Regions from separate parts of the Mus musculus genome. Here regions 2 and 3 are each linked to region 1. A link is a contact called in public HiChIP or PLAC-seq data. All regions are on one chromosome and are shown on one strand. Each heading gives the region's core, a stretch centred on a gene start, on an enhancer-like site or on the middle of the called end of the contact. The rest is flanking DNA. Distances are from core to core; before and after follow the strand shown.

Region 1 (2,955 bases), core at 46-2,545:
AACTATGGTAATGATAACTGTCAAGCTCACAATCAAAGATTAGCACTATGAAAACCCCACCTTGTGCACACGAGACCTTCCTGTGGGCTGGTGTGTTGATAAGATGTCCCAGCGCTGGTGAGGCCACAAAGGAAGGGAGACCCAAGTGTTTCCCAAATGTCCAAAGGGCAACTGTACAAAAATCCATTCAAAGACAGAGTTCTGGATTGTCATTTAACAAACAAGGAAAAATGTTCAGTCTTTAATGTACCTCCATAATCTCCTTTGAACTAACGAAGATCCTAATGTGTCAGGTTTTAGTTAATTTCAAACAACAGCATCCCCAGTTATCGACAAATTCCACTGAACTCTCCTCCCACCTTCTGTGTGAAGCCAAGGTTTGTCGTGGACACATCCTGACCACTGATGGGATGTAGAAGCAGCTAGAAAAATCACGATGGCTAGCAAGCCCAACACTGGACAGATCTGAAAACTGCTTTTAGGGGAAAAAATTAGGAACATCAAGATGGCTCAGCAGCTACAGGCACCTGCGACCAAGACAACTGGGACCCACACAGTGGAGGGAGAAAACCAATGCCAGCCAGTTGTTTTCTGACCCGTACCTACATGTTGCACTGCGGATACAAACACTCACGTCCACACAAAATAATAAATAACCTTTTAAATCGTGCAACTTTTCTCTTTACATTTGGAAAATATTTATATTCCTCATCAGAATTCATTATCTGTGTTGAAGTGTAATGAGTTTGCCCTGGTTAACTTTTGTTTGTTTCTTTGGTTAGTTGTTTTGTTTGTTTGTTTGTTTGTTTTATTGGTTATTTTATTTATTTGTATTTCAAATGTTGTCCCCCTTCCCAGTTTCCCCTCCACAAACCCCCATCCCATGCCTTCTCTCCCTGCCTCTATGAGGGTGCTCCCCCACCCACTCCCACCTCACCGCCCTAGCATCCTCCTACTCTGGGGCATCAAGCCTGCACAGGACCAAGGGCCTCCCCTCCCACTGATGCCAGATAAGGCCATTCTCTGCTACATATGGGCTGGAGCCATGAGTCCCTCCATGTGTACTCTTTAATGAATTAGCAAAACATAATTAACATTTTTCTGTCCTCTAACCTCCAGCGTAGTAGCTCCGACAACTCCCACCCTTACACAAGCAGGGGCCTGGCAGTGACCTGGAGATCAGCTGAGAACTGCTGATCTCAAACCATGAATCACTGGTTGGAAGCCAGCAGATAATTGTGTCTCGCCCGCAGGCTGCTCCATCCTATCTGGCAATTGCCAGGAAGTCACCCATGTCGGCCCAGAGCCAAGTCACAGTCTCAGCCTTCAGCGATGGCTGCCTGTGGCCTGCAGGCTGCAAGCCTATTAATCAAGACCCTTTAAAGGAAAGGATTTTCCACTCTCGAAGAAATACATCACCCACTATAGGAATCTTAGCAAACACAGAAAGTGTACAGAGGCAAACAAAGTCCTCCACCCAGGGACAGCCGTGCAGATGGATCCCACCTCGGATTTTACTAAAAGGGGAGGGGTACAGTAGTTTGCTGTTGGGCTGATACAGTTTCATGGAAGCCAAGTTAGGCTGGTGTTGCTGGAACGGTGTGTGGACTGCAGACCCCAGCACCCTTCCTTCCCTACACCTGGTCGTCACTGCTCAGGAGCCTGGGAACGCATCCTGTAAAGCCTTGTTTACCGCCCCTGCTTCTGTAGGTTTGAGGGTGACTCATCCAGAGGATCCTTCTGGAGTACAGGGGATCTCCCCTGCTGGAAGCTGGCCATGCAGGCTAGCAGCCACAGGTTCATGCTATAAGCTCAAAGGTTGGGCATCTTGCCTCAGGTTTCTTTGCCCCAGTGAGGAGAGTCCTGATGTTGCCAAATAACCTCGTATCCAGGGTCCCCAAGTGACTCTGGGCCAGTGGTTCTCAACCTATGGGCTGAGACCCCTTTGAGGGCTCAAAGAATCCTTTCACAGGGATCACATATCAGATATCCTGCAAACCAGATATTTGCACTATGATTCATAACAGTAGCAAAATTACGGTTATGAAGTAGCAACAAAGATAATTTTATGGTTGGGGAGTCACCACATAAGGAACTATATTTATTACAGGGTCACAGCATTAGGAAAGTTGAAAACCACTGATCTAGAGGTATTTGGACCCCCAAAGCCTTCTCTGACCCTCTTTCAGAAGCACATACGTGTGGCAAGGGCTCCTGGGACAAAAGGGCACAAATGGTGGTTCCCATGACAGAAATGTGTCCTCCTTTGTCTCAGTCTTGGGCAAGTCAGAGCCTCCTGAGTCTCTCAAGGAAAACTTGTGTCTGCCTTTCTCTGCCTACTCTGGCTGTCTGCCAACCTGGGCAACTTTGGTGTTATGTCCCCCACAGATCTGTGTCTTGAATGCTTGCCCCTCTACTGAAAGAGCTATTCTATGAGGCCAGGATAAGGGGTGATAGCTGGCTGGCAAAAATAGGTGACAAGGGCCTTTGAAGGTGATAGCCCAGCCTCTGGGTCTAACTGCTCTCTGCTTCTAGGTGCTCCTGCCTCCAAAGAAGGAACTGTCGGACTGGCTGAAATAGAAACAGGAGCCAGACACATCCACACATAACTTGCATCTGCCACTTATCCGTAACAGTGATAGACAAGTAGCTTTTGGTACCCAGGAGTTGTGAGGAACCTGGCCACATCTTCAAGAGGAATGTGGGAGAGTTTAGAAATCAGGCTAGAGAAATCTTAGAATCTAGGACTTGTGCTCAGTTATTGGCTCTGATGGAAGCTCAGAAGAGAGGAACACGGATAGAATTATGGACAGTAGACACTGTCAGGAGGTACCAGATGGCAGCTGGCCTGCCTTCTTACTACTAGAATAAATAATATGATGAGCTTTTGTCTATGTTCTAAGTGTGTGTGTGTGTGTGTGTGTGTGTGTGTGTGTGTGTCAGAATTCAAAAGCA
Region 2 (2,992 bases), core at 231-2,730, 800 kb before region 1:
GAGTCTTCCACTGAGCCACTGACACCTGCCCAGAGCCCATGTCTCTGAATTCCAGTTCCTAGCTTCCTACAGTAGGGTCAGGATCTGCAGTATGCTGTGGGGAACCTAGGCCAGGCTGCCATCCCTAGGCTTCCTGGAGCATTGAGCACAGTTGCTAGCTGCCACTATGTCAGGGCTCTGAGCCTACCCATGAGCATCTGGCATCCTCAATAACCTTAGACCAGGAGTCACACAGTAGGAAAGTATCCTGTGTGCTCTCTTTCATCTTTCCCATAAGGGAAAATGTCTAAAGGTAAATGTTGTGGAGACCTATGTATAAATGGAAATCTTGGAAAATAATGCCAATTAGTCTGGTGGCCTTTTCACATTTAGGATTTCAGGGAAGTCAGTGGGAGCAAGCTTTGCTGGCCAGGCAGGGCTGGGGACACGTGTGGCTGACTGCTGCCTCTGACCCGCCTCCTTAAGTACCTGCTCTCTATTTGAGTTTAGATGGTTTTCTCTCATGACAGCTACAATGGAGGGCAGGGAGGTTTGGCAACCATGAGACTGGGGAGTGGGGGCTGGGGGGTGAGGCTCAGTGCTTGGTTGATGTACTCAGGGCCTGATGGAAAGACTTGGCTAAGGTGTACACCTACTTTCTCTGATGAAGGAACACCCCACTGATGGCATGGGTCAGAGCTGTAGCAAGGCATAACTAGCAGGGTTTCTCTTATAATAGTGTCCACAGAAGGTTGAGGGAGGAATATGCATTTGGTTCCAGAAGCTTAAAAGCTGTACATAGTGAGGCAGCAGTTTCACTCTTCTCTCCTACCCTGTGCTTTCTAGAGTGAAACTTGCAGAGCACACCACACAGAACATGCATTTAACTTTGAGTCTGGTATTGTGTGCAATTCTGACAAGAACCTTCAAGAGCAATCCTGATCTCTGTGTCACATGGGCCAACCCTGGGCTGGCAGGTGTTGGCAAACCAGGTCAGAGAGGGTCTTCCTTAAGAGCCATCTAGTCCCTGGCCTACATGGTGGGGACAGCAGTTTCATAAGCCCAGAAGAGCAGGTGCAGCAGGCGCCGCAGATCGCAGAGCTGCTGACCCACTTGCCACTCTAATCCTGAAGCCGAGGGGCTCCTATGTGACACAGGCTCCAGGATCTGTGTGGTGTGCTCCTTACTCCTGGTTCTTTCCTTCCTAGCACCTAAACAGCACCCATAGGGGATCAATGTGAGTAAGATCTATGAAGCAAGAATCACATACATAAATTAGGTAACAGATATACATACCAGCCAGAGAGGCCTAGACTAGTGGTTCTCAACCTATGGGTCGTGACCCTTCTGCGGGGGGTGGGGGTAGGGGGAGGGCTGAATGGCCCTTTCACAGGGGCCACTTATGACCATCGGAAAACAGATTTACATTATGATTCATAACAGTAGCAAAGTTACAGTTATGAAGTAGCAATGAGTAACTTTATGGTTGGGGGGGGGGAGGTCACCACAATCTGAGGAACTGCATAAAAGAGTTCCTTTAATAGGGCATTAGGAAGGTTGAGAACCATTGGCCTAGACAGATTCAGATTTGGGAATTCTTCAATGAAGGTTATGTGTCAGTTTTACCACAAGCATTTGGGGCTCCCAGGGTTATGTGACATCACCTTCATTCTAACCTGAAGCTCATTCCAACTGGGTCTCTGTTGTGTGCAGCTATAAACACAAGGAGCTAGGAATGTCAACAAGGGGTCTTCATCAACATAGCAGGAGGGAACTCACATGGTGCTCACTGTACTTTAACCCTCAAAAACTTTATGTGACTGACCCACTGAAGACTACTGTGCAGGCCAATGTCCCCAACTCTGCCTGGCAGTACTAGTGGGGCAGTGCAGAACCCGAATCTAAGCATTGCTCCTGAGTCACAGGATATATGATAGCTGAGTAAAGAGGTCCCAGCCCAGCCCTAAGCTGAAAGCTCGGCTTGTGCATGCTGACTCCACCCAAGCCTGCAGACAAGCTCCCATAGACACCGGACCACACTGGAGAGCTGAGGAGCAGCATGAGGCCTGGCCAGCACGTTATCCTCCACACGAGTGAAACAGGAAGGGAGAACGTGCTGCAGCGAGTGCCTCTGTGTCCTGGCCCCGCTCTGTGTCCCTTCTGCTCATCTCTTAGCCAAGGTCAGACATCCTACCCGGGCTGGGATACAGCTGTAGCCCCGTGCTGGGTGAACTGCCCCTCAGATGGGAGGTGGCTGGCCTCTGCCGTCTGAGCTCTGTGCAGCGGCCTGGTGCCTGTGGTGAGCACACTCTGCAGGGCCAGGACCGCTCCATACCTCGTTTCCCAGCAGAGCAGACACGCAGGCTTCAGAAGCATCACAGATGGCTGTCAGGTCATGGCCTCCCTCAAGGGCCAGCACAAGCCGGCCACCAGCTAAGCCCATCAGCTGTTTTGTCAAGTACCCAAAACCTGCAAAGGCAGAGGGACACGTTGAGTGGAGCGCGCCAGATACTCCCCTCAACATCCCTAATAAACACAGGAGCTGGGTATCATCTTCAGTAACTGAGGCTCGCTTAACATGCTTATTAGTTTGGCTTTTGGATTGTATCTTCATCCGACTGACTGAATTTTGGTTTCAGTGCTGTATCTTCCCCATCTAAGGCTTTGCACTCCCTGCCTTCCTGGGCATCTGATATGCTGTGTACATACATATGCAAGTGGAAGGCAGCATGCCCATGTCAATGCTGTGTGTGGCACGGAGCTTTCCCACATTCATGTCTGGGCATCTGCTTCCATCTAGGGTCACAGTCTTCCCTGTTTTCAGTCAACACCCAGCACATCACTTGCTGGTCATGGGGTTGCTATGCATAGCCAGATAGGCTGATGCAGGTTAGGCACTAGGAAAGCCCTAGTAACCAGCCCACTCACCAGACCAGATTCAGGTCCAATGTCTCTGATGGAAACATTGATACTGGCTTTGGGGTTACAGAGACTGTGGTACAAAGAGTACTCT
Region 3 (2,827 bases), core at 231-2,730, 890 kb before region 1:
TGCCCAGCTGTCAAGATTCAACCATGGGGTCCCTTCCTGGTCTAAAGAAGATTTATTCCCTTCGGCTAAACAGCAAGCTGGTTCTTATCTATAGGCAAAGTGTTTACAGGAATGGAGGCCGAAGGCAGACAGCCTGTGAGAATGTCATACTCTGGACGTCACCCAGATGACAGGGCTCTAGTTCTGATGCACAGCAACACACTGTACCAGCAGACTCAGCTCCTTGTCTGCCCAAGACCAAGTTCTACTGGGAATAATGTCCACACTTGCTGCTCAGTCTTGGCTCCTAAAGGAATCCCAAGCTGTGGGTCCTCTGTGGCCTCCCAGGTCAGATCCATAGCCAGAATCTAGTCACATGGCAGGAAAGGCTCCAAGCTACTTCTCACTTGGAGAGAAAATACACCCTTGAATTTGCTCTCATTTTTGGCACACTCTGCTTCTATGTTGGATAAGAATTACTTGTGCCTTGTCAACCTTCCCCAGCATGTGACTGAAGCAACGACCTCTGCTCTCCTTCTTACCACCCAAGCTTTCAAGAAAAGGTTTGGTCAGCCAAAATGGCCCTTCGTGGTTGGGGCCAGATGGATGCTGTGACTTCCAACCTAGGTGGTGGCAGATCCCTGGTCATGGACTTGTGATCTGGAACAGCTGAGTCACAGCTCGGTGGGAGCCTGCCTTGCGTGTGTGAGGCCCTGAGTTCAAGCACCAGAAGGTTCTGTTGGTCTCCAGCAGGAGAACTGTGTAAGAAGCCATGCCAGGTGCCCCTGTCAGCTCTTCTGGGGGACACACAATTGGAGCCTGGAGCCTGTAAGTGAATACAGAGACAGGTGGGGGGGGGAATAGGCAGGCAGACAGACAGACAGACACAGAGACACAGCAAGATAGAGACCAACAGGCACGGGGGGAGGGGGCACACCGACACAGATCCACAGATATGTACATACACACAGTGAGAAACAGAAACACAGAGAGAGACGAACAGAAGGACATACAGAAACAGACACACACACATAAGCAGATAGAGAGGAGACACAAAGACAGACTCACACAATACGTAAGACACACATACACACACACACACACACACACACACACACACACACACACAGGGGGTGGGGGTGGGGGGCTAGTAAGATCTCTGACCATTATCTTGCTGACCTAAATCCAGAGCTGCCTTGATCAGAGGCCGTTCCCACTGTGAGGACCTGAGACACTTTGTTAGGGCTGGGAGAGGGTTCTTTCCAGCATGAGTCACTGTCCGCCTCTCTTCCTTAATTAGTGCTCAGGGACTTGCTGTTGTAACTCTAGTGAAGTCCACGGAAATTAATCAAAGAATATCTTAGACCTTAAATACAGCGAGAACTGCCACCAGGCCAAATCCGAAGGCACTGGGACCTGCATGGCCCAGCGCTCCCCTAGAAACTGAGCTTGAGCCTCCCACGTGTCCAGCACTCCCTGTCCTGGCACTTCCTTCCTCGGGGTTTACTTTCTGGAAGGTTTTCTACTTGTTTTTCCAACTATGGCAATTTCTCAATCTACTACATACCACAATCCTCAATAAAAACGGTTCTCATGGAGCCCTGGTCCCGAGGGCTTGGCAAGTATGGCTTCTTGGATGTGGTCCCTGTGTGTCTACACACTCTGGGATGCAAAGCACAGGGGGACTCTGTCCACACTCACATGAACCCCACCCTTGCTAATCTCCAGAAGATCAGCCAGTCTCATAGGTGCCAGAACCAGGGGTTGGCGTGGGAGGTGCCCAGCAAAAGGGTCCTGTGGTTCCAGTTAGTCCCATTGTACTTAAGAGGCTGAAGATATAGTAGGACCACATCCAGAACATGCAAGAGAACAGACCCACAGTTGTAGCATCCAGACTAGGAAGCTGTCTCAGCACCTACAACAACCATCCCAGCTGATCACCCTTCATCTGCAGTGCCCAGCCCAGCAGGCCACCCATAACCTATAGCACCCAGCCTAGAAGGCCCTACTCCACACCCAGCACACAGCTCAGGCACTAGCCTCATCACCCACAGTGCCCAGACTGGGCTGTCTGGAAGCCCTTCTCCCACTAGACTGAAGCCCTCCAGATCAGGACCACTCTACCCATTTCACCCCAGCATCCTCAGCCCCAGCCAATCACAGACCTAGGGGATCAAAGCGCAGACACAGAGGCACATGGACCAGCTTACCCTGCAGAAGCACTGTCATGATCATGATACAATTTTTCTATAAAGCAAACCCCAGCAGAGCAGAGGGGAGAGGTGTGAAATACTGACAAGAAAGGAAGGTGCTCCCACGGAGCCACAGGGGATGACCAGGAATGTAGAGTCCAGCCAAAAAGATAAGTTCACATGGCCTTAGGATCCCCCATAAATCTTCACTGTCTTCATGGCTTGGCTCCTGTGTTGAGTGTAGAGCTTGCCGGAAGTCTTAGAAGGGCTTTCTGCCGTACAGATCTGCCCGTGTGCATGCTCCATCCACAGGGCCAGGCTGGGTCAGTGGGGAAAATGAAGGGCATTAGAAGTTGTATTGAACAAGGCACCCAGGTGGAAATGACAGCCACTGACCAATGGGGTCACTTTGGGCAAGCAGGTGAGCCACTTGGGGTGCTCAATTTACTACTAGGACTTGTGCCAAAGAATAAACAAACCCTATTTGAGGAGATGGAGAGCACCTCCTAGTATTAGGGTTATTAATGGTGTAGACATGGTATTGGGGGAGGTGTTTATGTCCTAGAAGTGCTCTAGTGACAGGCATAAGGCAGACTGAGTCCCCAGAGCAAGAGGCAGAAAGGGGACACACCGAGCTGAGCCCCTGCGCTCATCCA

What was found. HiChIP or PLAC-seq counts read pairs in DNA pulled down with a chosen protein or histone mark.
Region 2: an HNF4G HiChIP or PLAC-seq map of pancreatic cancer cells shows a contact between it and region 1. The contact joins two enhancer-like sites. A contact is called at or near these places in 1 of 115 datasets of contacts at active chromatin or transcription factors (pancreatic cancer cells) and 1 of 9 other capture datasets (adipose tissue).
Region 3: a contact with region 1 is called in a FOXA1 HiChIP or PLAC-seq map of pancreatic cancer cells. The contact joins two enhancer-like sites. A contact is called at or near these places in 1 of 484 Hi-C or Micro-C datasets (embryonic stem cells) and 1 of 115 datasets of contacts at active chromatin or transcription factors (pancreatic cancer cells).

Annotation. Positions count from the first base shown.
Region 1 is chr1:92,743,751-92,746,705 of GRCm38.p6, forward strand. No RefSeq gene overlaps it. Among named protein-coding and RNA genes, the nearest start is that of Gm36102, 6.9 kb to the right of the region's middle. Within about 2 kb of position 1,296, at least 56 of the 459 cell types and tissues checked have an H3K27ac peak or open chromatin away from gene starts, as enhancers often do. A contact at or near this core is called in pancreatic cancer cells, where this site is marked.
Region 2 is chr1:91,943,586-91,946,577 of GRCm38.p6, forward strand. It overlaps Hdac4 (histone deacetylase 4), which reads right to left. Exons shown (of 27, transcript NM_207225.2): 24 at 2,315-2,448. Among named protein-coding and RNA genes, the nearest start is that of Gm46242, 65 kb to the left of the region's middle. Within about 2 kb of position 1,481, at least 15 of the 459 cell types and tissues checked have an H3K27ac peak or open chromatin away from gene starts, as enhancers often do. A contact at or near this core is called in pancreatic cancer cells, where this site is marked.
Region 3 is chr1:91,857,016-91,859,842 of GRCm38.p6, forward strand. No RefSeq gene overlaps it. Among named protein-coding and RNA genes, the nearest start is that of Gm46242, 21 kb to the right of the region's middle. Within about 2 kb of position 1,481, at least 58 of the 459 cell types and tissues checked have an H3K27ac peak or open chromatin away from gene starts, as enhancers often do. A contact at or near this core is called in pancreatic cancer cells, where this site is marked.